Regions from separate parts of the Canis lupus genome. Here region 2 is linked to region 1. Evidence: chromatin contacts called from public Hi-C data. All regions are on one chromosome and are shown on one strand. The core of a region is the stretch at or near the end of the contact, and the rest is flanking DNA. Distances in the headings are between cores, read along the strand shown. Region 1 overlaps GLB1 (galactosidase beta 1). Region 2 overlaps GLB1 (galactosidase beta 1).

The links. A called contact is a pair of places that touch in the nucleus more often than the background predicts.
Region 2: a Hi-C map of blood shows a contact between it and region 1, with 2.3 times the contacts expected there. The contact joins two enhancer-like sites. A contact is called at or near these places in 2 of 9 Hi-C or Micro-C datasets (both in blood).

Annotation. Positions count from the first base shown.
Region 1 is chr23:3,960,312-3,967,353 of UU_Cfam_GSD_1.0, reverse strand. It overlaps GLB1 (galactosidase beta 1), which reads right to left. Exons shown (of 16, transcript NM_001037641.1): 6 at 6,394-6,574; 7 at 3,722-3,780; 8 at 2,338-2,459; 9 at 2,216-2,256. Among named protein-coding and RNA genes, the nearest start is that of TMPPE, 35 kb to the right of the region's middle. Within about 2 kb of position 4,918, at least 2 of the 20 cell types and tissues checked have an H3K27ac peak or open chromatin away from gene starts, as enhancers often do. A contact at or near this core is called in blood, where this site is marked.
Region 2 is chr23:3,999,529-4,006,109 of UU_Cfam_GSD_1.0, reverse strand. The region is part of intron 15 of GLB1 (galactosidase beta 1); the gene reads right to left. Among named protein-coding and RNA genes, the nearest start is that of CCR4, 38 kb to the left of the region's middle. Within about 2 kb of position 3,314, at least 2 of the 20 cell types and tissues checked have an H3K27ac peak or open chromatin away from gene starts, as enhancers often do. A contact at or near this core is called in blood, where this site is marked.

The sequences.
Region 1 (7,042 bases), core at 3,669-6,168:
CCCAAAGAGACCAAGCACTAGGGCAGGTCAGAGAGGCCCACAAGCACAGGAAGGGCCGGGGCAGGGGGCTTCAGGATGCAAGAGGTGATCCAAGGGCAGTGACCAGCCTTTCCAAGGCCCACGTTCCAGGCCAGCCCTGTCCCCTGCCAACTGAAAGGGAAATGTGGACTTTTTTGTTCTCTGCTTTTCTTATCTGTAAAATAGATCCATAATCTCTGGCACAGATGAGACTGCTATGAGGACGAAATGGGAAAACAGGCAGAAACGAGACTTTTACTGTTTATGGCACGGTCAGGAGCAAGGCAACGGACTAAGGACAACTGCCATTTTGAGTGCTTGTTTTTACATATCTAAATTTTTAAAAAGAAGAATGTTTTGTTTTAAGTAAAATTATGCAAGATAAAAAATTATATCATGAACTGTAAAGTTTCCCCCCGAAATGAGTCTTTATTCCTGGATCAGATGCTTGGCACAATTTCATGAATGGAAGGTAGGTAGAATCCTTATCTACAGAATGAAAAGAGCATCACAAAGTCTTAACTGTTTTTAATGAGAAGATGGACACACAGACATGATCTAAAACTTCAGAGAGCAGCCCTGACATACTATGATCTTTCAAGAAGCGACATTTGAGTTTTGCAATATCTCATTTCTTGGCTCTAATAATAGTGATAATATCAGTAATGCTTGTACCAAAGTCTTCTCCTCACCCATCCCATTCTGCACAAAAGAGAGCAGTTCATTAGAAGCTGGTAGTTTCCAATGACAGATCCTAGGAGACTCAGGCCCAAATTAAGTTCCCAAAACTCAGCATTGAGAACTGTCCTCAACGACTCAGAGAGAAAAATGTGGAGAGGGTGAGCAATGAGCCTGAGGAAAAAAACTAATATAGCACGATTGTCTGCAAAAATCAAGGGTCAGGAAGAGAATTTTGTCATAATTTTTCTTATTAAAAAAATAAAAAGAGAAAGGCCATATAGGAATTGAAAATGGTACAGTCATTTTGGGAAATACCACAGCAGTTCCTCAAATGCTAAACATAGGATTAGTTATACCATATGATCCAGCAATTTTGTTCTTAGGTATATACCCAAAAGAACTCAAATGAAGATTCAAATGAATACTTATATGTTAGTGTTCATAGCAACATTATTTATAAGGGCCAAAAAGTGGAAGCAACTCAAATGTCCAGCAATTGACAAATGGATAAGAAAAATGTTATATATCCACACAATAGAATATTATTCATCAGTTAAAAAAAAAAAAAAAGTACTGACACATCCTATAGCGTGGATGGACCCAGAAAAGATTACACTAAATGACAGAAGCCAATCACAAAAGATCACATATAGTATGATTCTGTTTATAGGAAATGTCCAGAATAGGCAAATCCATAAAGACAGAGAATACAAACTAGTGGTTGCTAAGGGCTGGGAGGAGGGAAAGTGGGCAGTTTGTCTGGTAAGGGGTTTCTTTCTTTTTTTAAAAAAAATTTTATTTATTTATTCATGAGACACACACACACACACACAGGCAGAGACACAGGCGGAGGGAGAAACAGACTCCATGCAGGAAGCCTGACATGAGACTCTATCCCTGGCTGAAGGCAGTGCTAAACCGTTGAGCCACCCCAGCTGCCCCTGGTAAGGTCTTTCTTTTTGGGGTAGTGAAAATGCTCTGGAATTGGATGTTGGTAATGGTTGCACAACTTTGTGACCACTAAACCGTACACTTTAAAATTATGATTTTTGTAGTATGTGAATTATATCTCAACAAAACAAAATGTTAAAAAAAAAAGATCACAGCAGAATACATGAACAAGTAAGCTATCGCCAGAGACTATGGGACCTGCCCAGCTACCTGGTTTAAAACAATAAGGTTTCTGGGGTGCCTGGCTGGCTCAGTCAGAAGAGCGTGTGACTCTTGATCTTAGGGTTGTGAATTTAAGCCCCCCACTGGAGGTAGAGAGTACTAAAAAAAATTAAGCAAACCTTAAAAAAATTTTTTAAAAATTATGTTTCTTAAGTGTACAAGTTATGTTCCTTAAAAAATCTTTTTTATGATATAAAAAATTATATGGGCAGTTTTTATAATACTAGGAAATTTAGGAGTAAACAAAAATAGAAAATAAAAATTGTCTATAGGTACTCTGTACCCCCAAGTCAAGCACCAGAAACATGCTAGCATATGCTTTCACATGTTAAATTGTTCTTACCATTCCAATAGGCAAAATTGGTCCCACCTATGAACATGTACCTACAAGGAAACAAGAGAACATATTTCACTGTGAGCCCACAGCTGTGGAGGGTACCCTCTGTTCTAGCAATTAGCACTCACAAGTTCACATTTGCCCCATGGGCAAGTATATCATGGAGGGAGGAAGCCACCACTTCAGTCCTCACTGTTGAGTGTGGCTGGCCCCAATGATCCAACCAGCCGGTATAGAATTCAGAATTCACCTAAAAAAGAGGAAAGGACATGGAGCTCAGGATGGATTTATGACCTTCCGAAGCTGCCACTTCCCTGTAACCATCACCTTACCAACTCTACTGAAGGAAGGATAGGTGGAGAGCGGAGTATCTGTACATTTACTGCCTAACCCAAAGCTGGAGGACCAATGAGAGATTCTAGTAACAGCACTGCCCAGAATCACTTTTTAGGCACCAACAATACAGGTATTCCTGAAAAGCTGTACCTGCCACAAAATTTTGTTAGCCAAATCCTACTTTAAATAAGGCAGGGAAGTTTGTTGGGCAAAAGAATTGGGTGGCAAAATATTTTAATGAAATGATCAGGTCTAAGTTCACCCTTTGTGTCAATCCAGATTTTCAGATCTCAGATTGGCTTAAAGTGAGGTGGACTGTCCAAGTACTCAGCAAAGCAGGCCTCAAGTACTTCATGTTTCTCTTGAGCATTATGTTGCCACAACCTTCATCGAGAGAAGGAAGAAGAAATCTGGACATGTTCTGGGGCCTTCTTGTCTCAGGGTCTCAAAAATAGCTCCATCCAGAGTCTGTGAATGCAGGTTCTGCACTGCCATCCAAGAAGAAAAGGCATGGACCTCAGCCCTCAAACTGTGCCAAGAAACAACAGGAGCAAGTATAGAGAAGGGAAGAACAGAGAGCAAAGGGCTGAATGACTATACAGATCTTCCTGGACTTTGTCATCATCTCCTCCTTCGGGCTGCCTGTCCAGCATGCCAGAGAGCCTGTGCTCACCTGGCTGCCTGTCAGAAATGCAGAACCTCAGGCCCCACCTTGGGCCTCGTAGGTCATAGTCTGCATTTTACCAAGATTCCCGTGGGATTCATAAGTGCAATAAAGATGGATAAGCTCTGTCACAAGGAGCTCTCAAGAAACACAGTGCTGAGCTCAGATCCTGGCACTGCTACTCACCAGCTGTGCCACCCTGGGTCAGTGACACATTCTCTGAGCCTTGGCGAAAATGGAGTCAATGATACTACCTGTGAGAGTTACCATCAAGACCAAAGGGGATGAAGCATGCAAGAGCACAGCCTGATTCATGGCAGGACTGTCACATTTGTCCCCATCTGTTCCACTCCAGCACAGGGCCGCAGTTTCCAGTAAGAGCATGGCTGTGTACAGAGGGCAATGCGCCCGCAATCCCATCAGCTGCTGACCCCACGGCTAGAAAAAGTAAGGACCTACCCCCTTAGTGCAAACAACCACACCTCAACCCACACTTCACCCCCAATTCTCACCAATGGTCCTTTGGGCTCACTCTTTCTCTGGATTTGGAAAGCAGCAGTGATGTTGGCACCTGGAAATTATGAGAGTGAGAAGAAAGGTCAGTCATGGGAATGATAAGAAGTAGAAGGAGTTCATAGATCTTCAGCCTGAAGCCCCACCTTCCTCCACATGCCCGTGGGGACACCTCTGAGCCAGCTGTCGGCTGCACCCTGGCCAGCCATCTGACGATGCATGGGGGCCATGGAGCACTGCTTCCTCCCTGAGCCATCTTCCTGGCCTCTCCTGACTGCACTGCCTCTGGAGATCATGTCATAGGCTTGGCTCCACCAAGTTTCCCCACGGCCTGGACATGTGTTTTGTGTTCTCTTTTCACATGGACATTGGAGCTAGATGTTCCCTATAGGACGGGTTTGCTTTGAAGACACTTCTTTGCAGCCTGGGCCGCACCACATGCACAATACTGCCCAGTAATTAACAAAGCAAAGGGAAGGACATGGTCTAATGGTGTTGACACCTCAATAACAGCATATACTCTGATTTTGAATTTGTACATCATGAGCCATTCCAGGCTATGTGCCCTTTTTAAATAGTCATCAGGACGCCTGTGTGTGGGCTTGCTCCTGGTATCTTCTTTCTCCCCCTTCCCTTTCTAAAGGGGATGAACCTCTCCTCTCCTTCAGTGACAGAGCAACCATGGGTAGCGTTTCTCTGACCAGGGCAGGAGAGACCCTGGCCCCAAGCTTCACGATCCACTTCCCACAACAGGTACCCAGAGTGGAAATGATAGCAGCCAAGACCCCAAATAACCCCTTGCTCTCTGTAAGCCCAGATTTCAAGAGAGAACATGCTCATCAGGAGTGGAATCTCATTTATTTCATGGCTGTAAATGTCTCACTATTAAGCATCAGGTGGCATTCAGATCTCTCACCTCTGTTCTCATGGGCTTCCTCCCGTGACCTGACCCTGGGCACTGCCTCCCTCCCACATACATGAATGAAGCTGCCATGAGCCCCACCTGCCTCGAGTACATGGGCCTTCTAGAGCTCTATCCTTCAAGCCAGTGCTGTAGCCACTGTGCAATCACCCCACACTCACATAGTGCTGACAACAAACTCAGAATAACCTTCACAATGTTTCTCCCAACCAAAAAATACTGTGCTTCTTCATCACTGTGATGGGAAGCGTGCCAAAGCAGGAGGAAACCAGCATGCCACTTCCTTTGCTGCTCTTTGTAGACAAGTTATTTCATCACCTAATGCTCTCAGCAATGCACTATGTTTCTAGAAACACTCCATTCACTTAAATCCAGTTCTCTTCTTTTTTGCCAATGTAGAGGAATCTCTTTAAAAATGCAACTTCATGGGGTACCTGGGTAGCTCAGTTGGCTAAGCGTCTGCCTTTGGCTCAGGTCATGATTCCAGGGCCTGGGATCGAGTCCCACATTGGGCTCCCTGCTCTGCAGGGAGCCTGCTTCTCCCTCTCCCGCTCCCTCTCCTGCTTCCCCTTGCTTGTGCTCGCTCGCTCTCTGGCAAATAAATGAATAAAATCCTTAAAAAACATAAATAAAAATGCAACTTCAGTTCTAGGTACATCCTCCTCAAGAAAAAGCCACTATTGGGTGTGCAATGTGGGTGGAGTGTCTCATACCTCAGCCAGGAAGGCATTGGGGTCTTTATGCTACTTGAAGAGTTAACATTTATTTTGAAATAATTTCAAACTTATAGAAGAGTTGTGAGAATAGGACAAAGAACTCATGCTCCTAAAAACCAAGATTCCCAAATTGTTAATATTATGCTATATTTGCTTTATCAGGTTCTCTCTCTGAATACACTTATTTTTTTCTGAACCATTTATGAGTAAGTTGCAGACATGATGACCCCTAAATATTCCAGTGCACATTCCCTATGTTTAAACAAACACAATTATATATTAAAAAAAAAAACAGGAAATTAACATGGATACAATCCTATTACATAATCTACAGAATTGATTTAAAAAATTCTATTGTCCCAATAATGTCCTTCATAGCATGGAAAGGTAGAAAGCAAGCAAAAAAGTCCAATCTAGGATCCTTTACAGGAGCACATGCTGCCTGTAGGCATCATGTCCTTTATGAAAGCTGCTCTCAAAACATTTGTTACAGCTGGGAGCTTCCTGGCCATGCTGTCCACCCCCAGAACTTGTATGTGTGGAGCCTCTGCAGCATACACAGCACTAACCAGTCAGGGAAGACAACTTATGTGGCACCTACCAAACCACCTGCAGGCCGTCACGGTTCACAGTGTTGAGTTCCACAGAAAGAGAACGGAAGTGTAGGGAAGTTCCCTGCACTCCAGGACGGACAGGTCCACACTACCCGGCCAGCAGGTGACCTGAGGTGACAGCCCTGAAAGGCAACTGCTTCAGGCAGAGCTCCTGGCACCAGCCCTAGGAGACAGGGCTCCAGGCGAGCTCACCAGCGCTAAGAATGGAGCTCTTGCCTTAAAGGGTAGATCAGCTTAAATAAAATCACCTGTGCAGTGGAAGAGCACTTTATTCATGATTCCACTTTGTTACTTGGTAAAGTTTGAGAAATCTTGTTCAATTTACCCCCTTAAAACCCAGCTGCCCAGAGCGATTGACGGAGTTACCTGCCCATGTCTGCATGGCCTGAGTGGGGTTTTCTGTGATCACAAACACCAACCTGGTCCAAAGTCCACTGTGGCATAGAGGCCCTGCAGAGCCCCGCACTGCAGAAACTTTTCATTTGCCCCATCAGTGGTGAACAGAAGTACATCATTGCCCAGGTGGTGGTGGAAGAGCTTCTGCAGGAAACGCAGGTAGTCATAATCGCAGGTAAAGTAGCTGCCATATTCATTTTCAACCTGCAAATTAAAAAAGAGACAGGGAGATCAGGAGGGCCCAATATACTCATTCTCATGCAAGCTTTTGTTTGCAGACAATACCTGAGCATCTGTGGGACAAGGCCCAAAGATTGCCAAAAATATTTCCTACACTTGATCCTCAAGGCTCATTTTTCAAAGAGCAACTCAGCATAAAAATTTACTTTCTACTACTTCCCGCTCCACCAAAGTAAGGAAAATCAAAACCCACCATGTCACCTTTGGGTTGCAATCTGTACTGAATCATAGATACTTTAAATGTCATGTAAATAAGAACTTCCCATGGTAAGATATTAGAAAATGGGGGGAAATGCAAAGAAAATAGGAAAATCGTGTGTTAATTCTATTACCCAGAAATAAGTGCTGTAAGCATTCTGGCTTAGTCTTTTTTTTTTTTTTTTAAGATTTTACTTATTTATTTGAGAGAGAGAGAGAGAGAGAGAGAATGAG
Region 2 (6,581 bases), core at 2,065-4,564, 40 kb before region 1:
TCCCCAGACCCCTGTGCCTACTTCCTTCCCATCCCGTCTGCGCTACCGTCCCCCTTGCCCACTCAGATCCCCACGGAACTCCTCCCTGTCACCTGGATGCATCACCTTCTCCCTCCTGCAGTAACTGTTCCCAGATCCCAAGCCTTCTGATCACAGAGATCTCAACCCCACCGTCACTTACTTCCTCAGGGAACAGGAGCCATGGTCATCCTCCTCAATCCTGTGCCTTTCTGTACAGGTCACACACTATCCCCTCAGGATCTTTTTTTCCTCCTACTTATTGTCATTGTTTGACATTTGTATCATTTGTTTGATTATTAGCTTATCTGCTCTTTCCAGCATAGAGTCTATGAAGGGAAAACTTTGTCCATCTTGTTCGCAATGAGACTCCCAGCACTCAGAAGAGTGATACTCAGTATATAATCTAATGGCACCTATTAGGGAAGACTGGCTGATAATTAATTCTGCCTGGGAAGAGATTCAAGGAAGGGGTGACTTGAAGTCCTACTGAAAGAATATTCCACGCTCTTCTGCTCCCACCTTAAGAACCTTAAGAATTTTAGAGAATCCTGTTCACTGGAAGAAAAATAAAATATTTGCATTCCTCCTTGATTAGCACTGTGATTTTTTAGTTGTAAAAAATTACTTTAAAAGAATCATGTTTAAAAAGATTCTATTAGGGATCCCTGGGTGGCGCAGCGGTTTGGCGCCTGCCTTTGGCCCAGGGCGCAGTCCTGGATATCCGGGATCGAATCCCATGTCAGGCTCCCGGTGCGTGGAGCCTGCTTCTCCCTCTGCCTGTGTCTCTGCCTCTCTCTCTCTCACTGTGTGCCTATCATAAATAAATAAAAGTTAAAAAAAAAAAAAAAAGATTCTATTAACGGGGATCCCTGGGTGGCTCAGTGGTTTGGCGTCTGCCTTCAGCAGGGGGTGGGGGTGGGGGGGGTGGGGGGGGGTGGGAAGACACCTGATCCTGGAGTCCCGGGATTGAGTCCTGCATCGGGCTCCCTGCAGGGAGCCTGCTTCTCCCTCTGCCTGTGTCTCTGCCTCTCTCTCTCTCTCTCTCTCTCTCTCTGTGTCTCTCATAAATAAATAAAATCTTAAAAAAATTATATTAAAAATATACTCACTCTGATTATTGTTTCTATTTAAAAAGTTATGTTAAAGTTATTGGGGGTAGGAGGAGAGTGTGCACATGTTAGTAAATGTGATATAAAAGTAGACTCACTCTCAATACAGAGAGCCCCACTGGGGCCAAACATTTCTAGGGTGAATACCAATGGCTTCTGGGGCTTCCTGGGGCTGTCCCAATTAAAATAGTTCTATGACAAAGTCTGACTTTCTCTGACCATGGCTTGACCCCTGGTGGAGTCCCCACTCTGCTATTATCACCAAGGTGATAATAGATCCAATAAATGTTAGGTTCCTGGAAATGTGTGACCTGCTTCTTTGTTAATCAGACAAATGTGTGTCTGTCTGTTTTAAAAGTTCTCTAAACACAATTCTCTCCTAAGAACTTAAAGCAAAAATTTCAATGCTGTTTTAAAGTCACAGTTTAAAATTTTTCAAATTTGCTCCAGTGTTCCTTCAAAAACAACAAACTCTGATTGAATGCTGACTTTGTCAAACTCTGAAAGAAGTCAAAGACAATTTGAGGACTTAAAGTGGAACAGACCAAGGTCCATTTCTCAAGGTTAAAAGGCTCCCATTACACACGATAAATGAGTAATTGAGATGTTAATTTGGGAGAAAGAAAAGAAAAAGAATTTTTTTAAAAAAAGGTAAAATAGGGAAGGGCTTGCTTAGATAAGATGATTAAAGAGATCTCACCACACTGCACTGCACAGAGAAAAAATTAATTCTCCCCTTGTTTTAGATCCAAAAGGGTCTACAGCTGATGTAAACCACCCTCCCTGCTTCCTCCTTGGTCTTGGAGTAATAAATAACTGTATGATCTCTCTGTATCTTATGACAGATCCAACTAGAATTAAAGCAATGAAAACATAAAACATTAGCATAAAAGATGAATCACTTCTTCCTTTTTTCAAATCCCACACATAAATTCCTTTCCTTCTGAGGCCCCAAAGTTCTAGCCCTGCTTGACCTTTTTAGGAGCACCTCATTTAACAGTGGGCATCATGCAGTCTCATGTATCTGGAACAAAGCTAAGAAATGGTGAGCAAAACCTGATTCCAGGCAGCCTTATATGTGTTACAAAATAACATGTGCTAAAAATTGCAAAGAGAACCACCCCCTTCAACTCAGAGCTTCTTTATACCTAATTTGTTTGTTACTAAAGTTTGTCACTAAATTTTTGTTACTAAATTCTTAAAACATTTTAAAATTTTATTTATTTATTTTTAAAGTAAGCTCTCTGCCCAATCTGGCGCTTGAACTCATGACCTCAAGATCAAGAGTTGCATGCTCTATAGACTGAGCCAGCCAGGCACCCTACCCTGTTTTGGTGCTAAATTAATATATATTGGTGGAAAGAAGTTTGATGATCTAGTTTCCAAGCTTATGGGACTTATGACTAGGAAACAATGAATTAGATGGAAATAGAATTTGTAGGAGGTAAAAATAACCATAAATTGAATTAGGCCAAAAAAAGTTTAAAAAGCAAATCAGATTCAGAATGAAAGCAGGGTCAGCTGTGCTAAGACTTGTGGCAGTTTGCAGAAATGGCTACAGTTCTCTGCAGCTCCCCCTGTCAAGAGACAGAATCTGTTCCTCTATCCCCTGAACCTGGCTGGTCTAGTGACTTGCTCTGGCCAAACAACATGGGAGAAGTGACTTGTGATTTCCGACTTGGGCCCTAAGAAGCCTCGCATGCTGGCATTCTTCCTTTGAACACTGCCAGGTGCCATATGAACGAGTCTGGGACAGCTTGCTGGATGATGAGAGAGACATGGCCCGATCTCCTCTGTCACCTCAGTGGACAGATAGCTAACATCCAGGAACGCAGCCTCCGTGCTGACCAGAAGGGCATGCCCAGCTGAGACCAGCAGCAGAATGGCCCTGTTTGCCAATACCTGCAGTGATGAGCTGAATGAATGGCTGTGACTTTAAACCACTAAGGTGTGATGGTTTGTTATACAGCAAAAGCTAACTGATACATATCAAGGTGCATTAGCATGCTACTTTTCAGTAAAGGAAATGATGTTTATAAACCCAATTTAAAAACCATAGAGTCATTTTCCAGTATTCAGTTCCTCTTTTACTAATCAGTCACCAGATCCTGTCAGTGCTGCCTAGTGGTGTGTGTGCCCCTCTCAGGGTGGTTGTAAATGACTCAGTAGGAGGACACACGTGAGCACCCAGCACAGTGACATGCAGTAAGCTCTCAATAAATGCAGCTGCTGGTGTTATTTCTCAAGGAGGAGCCCTTCCCGCCACCCCCATTGCTACACCAAAGTCCTAGCTTCATTCCTTTTCCAGGGGCCATGTCTCCAGCAGAAGAACAGATGTCAGGGCTAATGAGGAGGAAGAGGTCTGTTTTAGATGGAGCGAGTTGGAGATGCCTGTGAGAGTGCCAACGGCAGGCCCACACTGGTGGTTGGATGTGGGTCTCTGGGTCTCAAAAGTGCTTAGTTGGAGCTGGGAATTTGGTTGCTGGTACATCCATGAGGATCACATCCCCTGGAAGTGTGAGAAGGGAGTGCAGGATCAAGTCCTAGGACTGCAGCATAGAAGCTGACAGAGAAGCCTGGAAAGGAAACCCTGGAGGAATTTCACACAGAAGTTAGAAGAGTTTCCAGGAAGGGAGTGGTTACTCACGTCAGATGTTACTTGTCAAGATGTTAAGTAAGACGAGGCTTGAGAAATGGCTGGGGGACATATCAACATGTGGGTGCTGGTGGTGTTGGTGAGAACAGCTTTGGAGGAGCGTGGGAGCAGAAGGTAGTTCCTCCCCCATGGCAATCCACTCGGAGTTAGTCCTACCGGCTGAGTCCTTTCCCAACAGCTCCAAACCTGGGACAGGTACCTCACCTCTGCATTCCCATTACAAGCACTGAATATATATGCTCTTTTTTTTTTTTTTTTTTAAAGATTGTATGTAGGGGATCCCTGGGTGGCTCAGTAGTTTAGTGCTGCCTTCAGCCCAGGGCATGATCCTGGAGACCCAGGATCGAGTCCCACATGGGGCTGCCTGCATGGAGCCTGCTTCTCCCTCTGCCTGTGTCTCTGCCTCTCTCTGTGTGTCGCTCATGAATAAATAAATAAAATCATAAAAAAATAAATATTGTATGTATGTATGTATTTAGAGGGAGCGTGAGCAGAGGGAGGGGCAGAGGGAGAGAGAGAATCTCAAGTAGACTCTGCACTGAGTGTGGGGCTCATTCTTACAACCCTGAGATCATAACCTGAGCCAAAATCAAGAGTCCAATGCTTAACTGAATGAGCCATCCCAGTGCCCCTGAATACATACTTTTAACTTGCATTGCAGCCCACCTCCCAATTTGTACAGGCTTCTATGTATAGACTCAAGACCCACAGGTCGTCTATAGGATGGCCATTAGGTCTGGCAACATAGAGGAAATTATTCCACTGCACTGAATGTAGCTTTACTTATTTATTTATTTTTGCTAAGTGCCAGACTTGATGGCCATTTCCTTTTCGATGATTAGAAAGTACTTGAGGCTGAACATGTCTAAAACAGAGCTTCTGATCCCCACCAGCACCCCGCCTGCCCTGCTCCAGCCTTCCTACCTCAGACACTCACCCCTCCCATTACATGTAGCCTCAAACTCTGGGGTCCTCCTTGATTGCTTTCTCTGGAACACCTTACAGGATGTTCAGCAAACTTTGCCTTTTCTTTTTGTTTTCTTTCTTTTCTTTTCTTTCTTTCTTTTAAGATTTTATTTATTTGAGAAACAGTGAGAGAGATAGAAGGAACAGGGGGAGAGGCAGAGGGAAAGGGAAAAGCAGACTCCCGGCTGAGCAGGGAACCTGGTGTGGGGCTTGATCCCACTGGGATCATAACCTGAGATGAAGGCAGATGCTTAACTAATTGAGTCACCCAGGCACCCTGCCTTTCCCCCCCCGCCCCCCCCCCCCAGTTTGAATCTTGCACTTCACTTCATTAGTACCCAAGCAGTTTCTTTTTTTTTTTTTTTTTCCCAAGCAGTTTCTTCTAGGATTGCTACAATAGCTTCCCACCAGGAATTCCTGAATCAAGTCTTGCCCTCCTATAATCCATTCCCACTGAGAAGTGAGCTTTTTTTTTTTTTTTTAAGATTTTATTTATTTATTCATGAGAAACACACACAGAGAGAGAGGCAAAGACACAGGCAGAGGGAGAAGCAGGCTCCATGCAGGGAGCCCGACATGGGACTCGATCCCCGGTCTCCAGGATCATGCCCTGGGTTGAAGACGCCACTAAACCGCTGAGCCACCCAGGCTGCCCGAGAAGTGAGCTTTTAAAGTCAGCTCTTTCATTGCTTACTAGCCACCATTGGAGTGAGAAGCCAAATTCACCAGCCCTGACTTGGCCATCCCTTTCGCTAGCCCCTCTTCTCCCACACTCCCCCCATCACACATGGGATTTTTCTCTTTGTGGGCCTTTGCACTTGCTGCTCCCTGGCTCTGGAACAAGAGTTCTTCCTCTAGCTCCTCACATGGGTGACTGAGCACCATACTTCAGTTCTCAATGGTCACTTTCTCCTAGAGGCACCCTTGACCACTCCTTAGGTGATGGTTTCAAAATATGGCCATTCTTAACACTTCTCCCTTCAAAGGGCAGAATCTAATTCCTATCCCCAAAACAGGGACTGGACTCAATGACTCTCTTTTAACTAACTGAATGTGATGAATACTATGTGAGTTTCAAGGCTAGGTTATAAAAAAGGGTGATTTCTGCCTCTTTCTCTTTCCTGGATGGCTCCGTCTGGGAAAGCCAGTCGCCGCCATGTCATGAGGACACTCAAGCAACCTATGGAGAGGCCTGTGTAGAGAAGAACTAAGGCCTCCAGGCAACAGCCAGCACCAACCTGGCAGCCATGGGAGTGAGGCACCTTGGAAGTGGGTCTTCCTGAGCTAGTCAAGCCTTCAGACGCTGTAACCCTGTCTGACAGCTTGACTAGAACTTCACGAGAGAGCCTGCTCCAAAACCACCAGGCCAAGCTGGTCCCAAATCCCTGATCCACAGAAACTGTGAACTTAATAAGTGCTTATCATAGTTTTAAGCCACTAAATTTTAGGGTAAAATTTGTTACACAGCAATCGGTAACTATTATACCATATACCATAGCAACATCTTCACCTCTGTACCTTACTTCACATCACATCATCACATTTAATTTCTTCCTACTTGTTACCAATATCTGAAATTATAGCATTCAATTTTTTAATTTATTTTGATTGATTGATTGATTTATTATTTTTTTTAATTTTTAAATAAATGCTCAACCACTGAGCCACCCAGGCGTCCCGTGAATTTATTTTTAATTCAAATTATAGCATTTAATTATGAAGTCTTTCCCCGTAGCAATGCCCATGCCTATCCTGCTCACATGGTGAATGAAACCACCTTTCCAATTGTACTTTCTACCACTCCCTTCCTGACTCCTTCTGGGATGTTA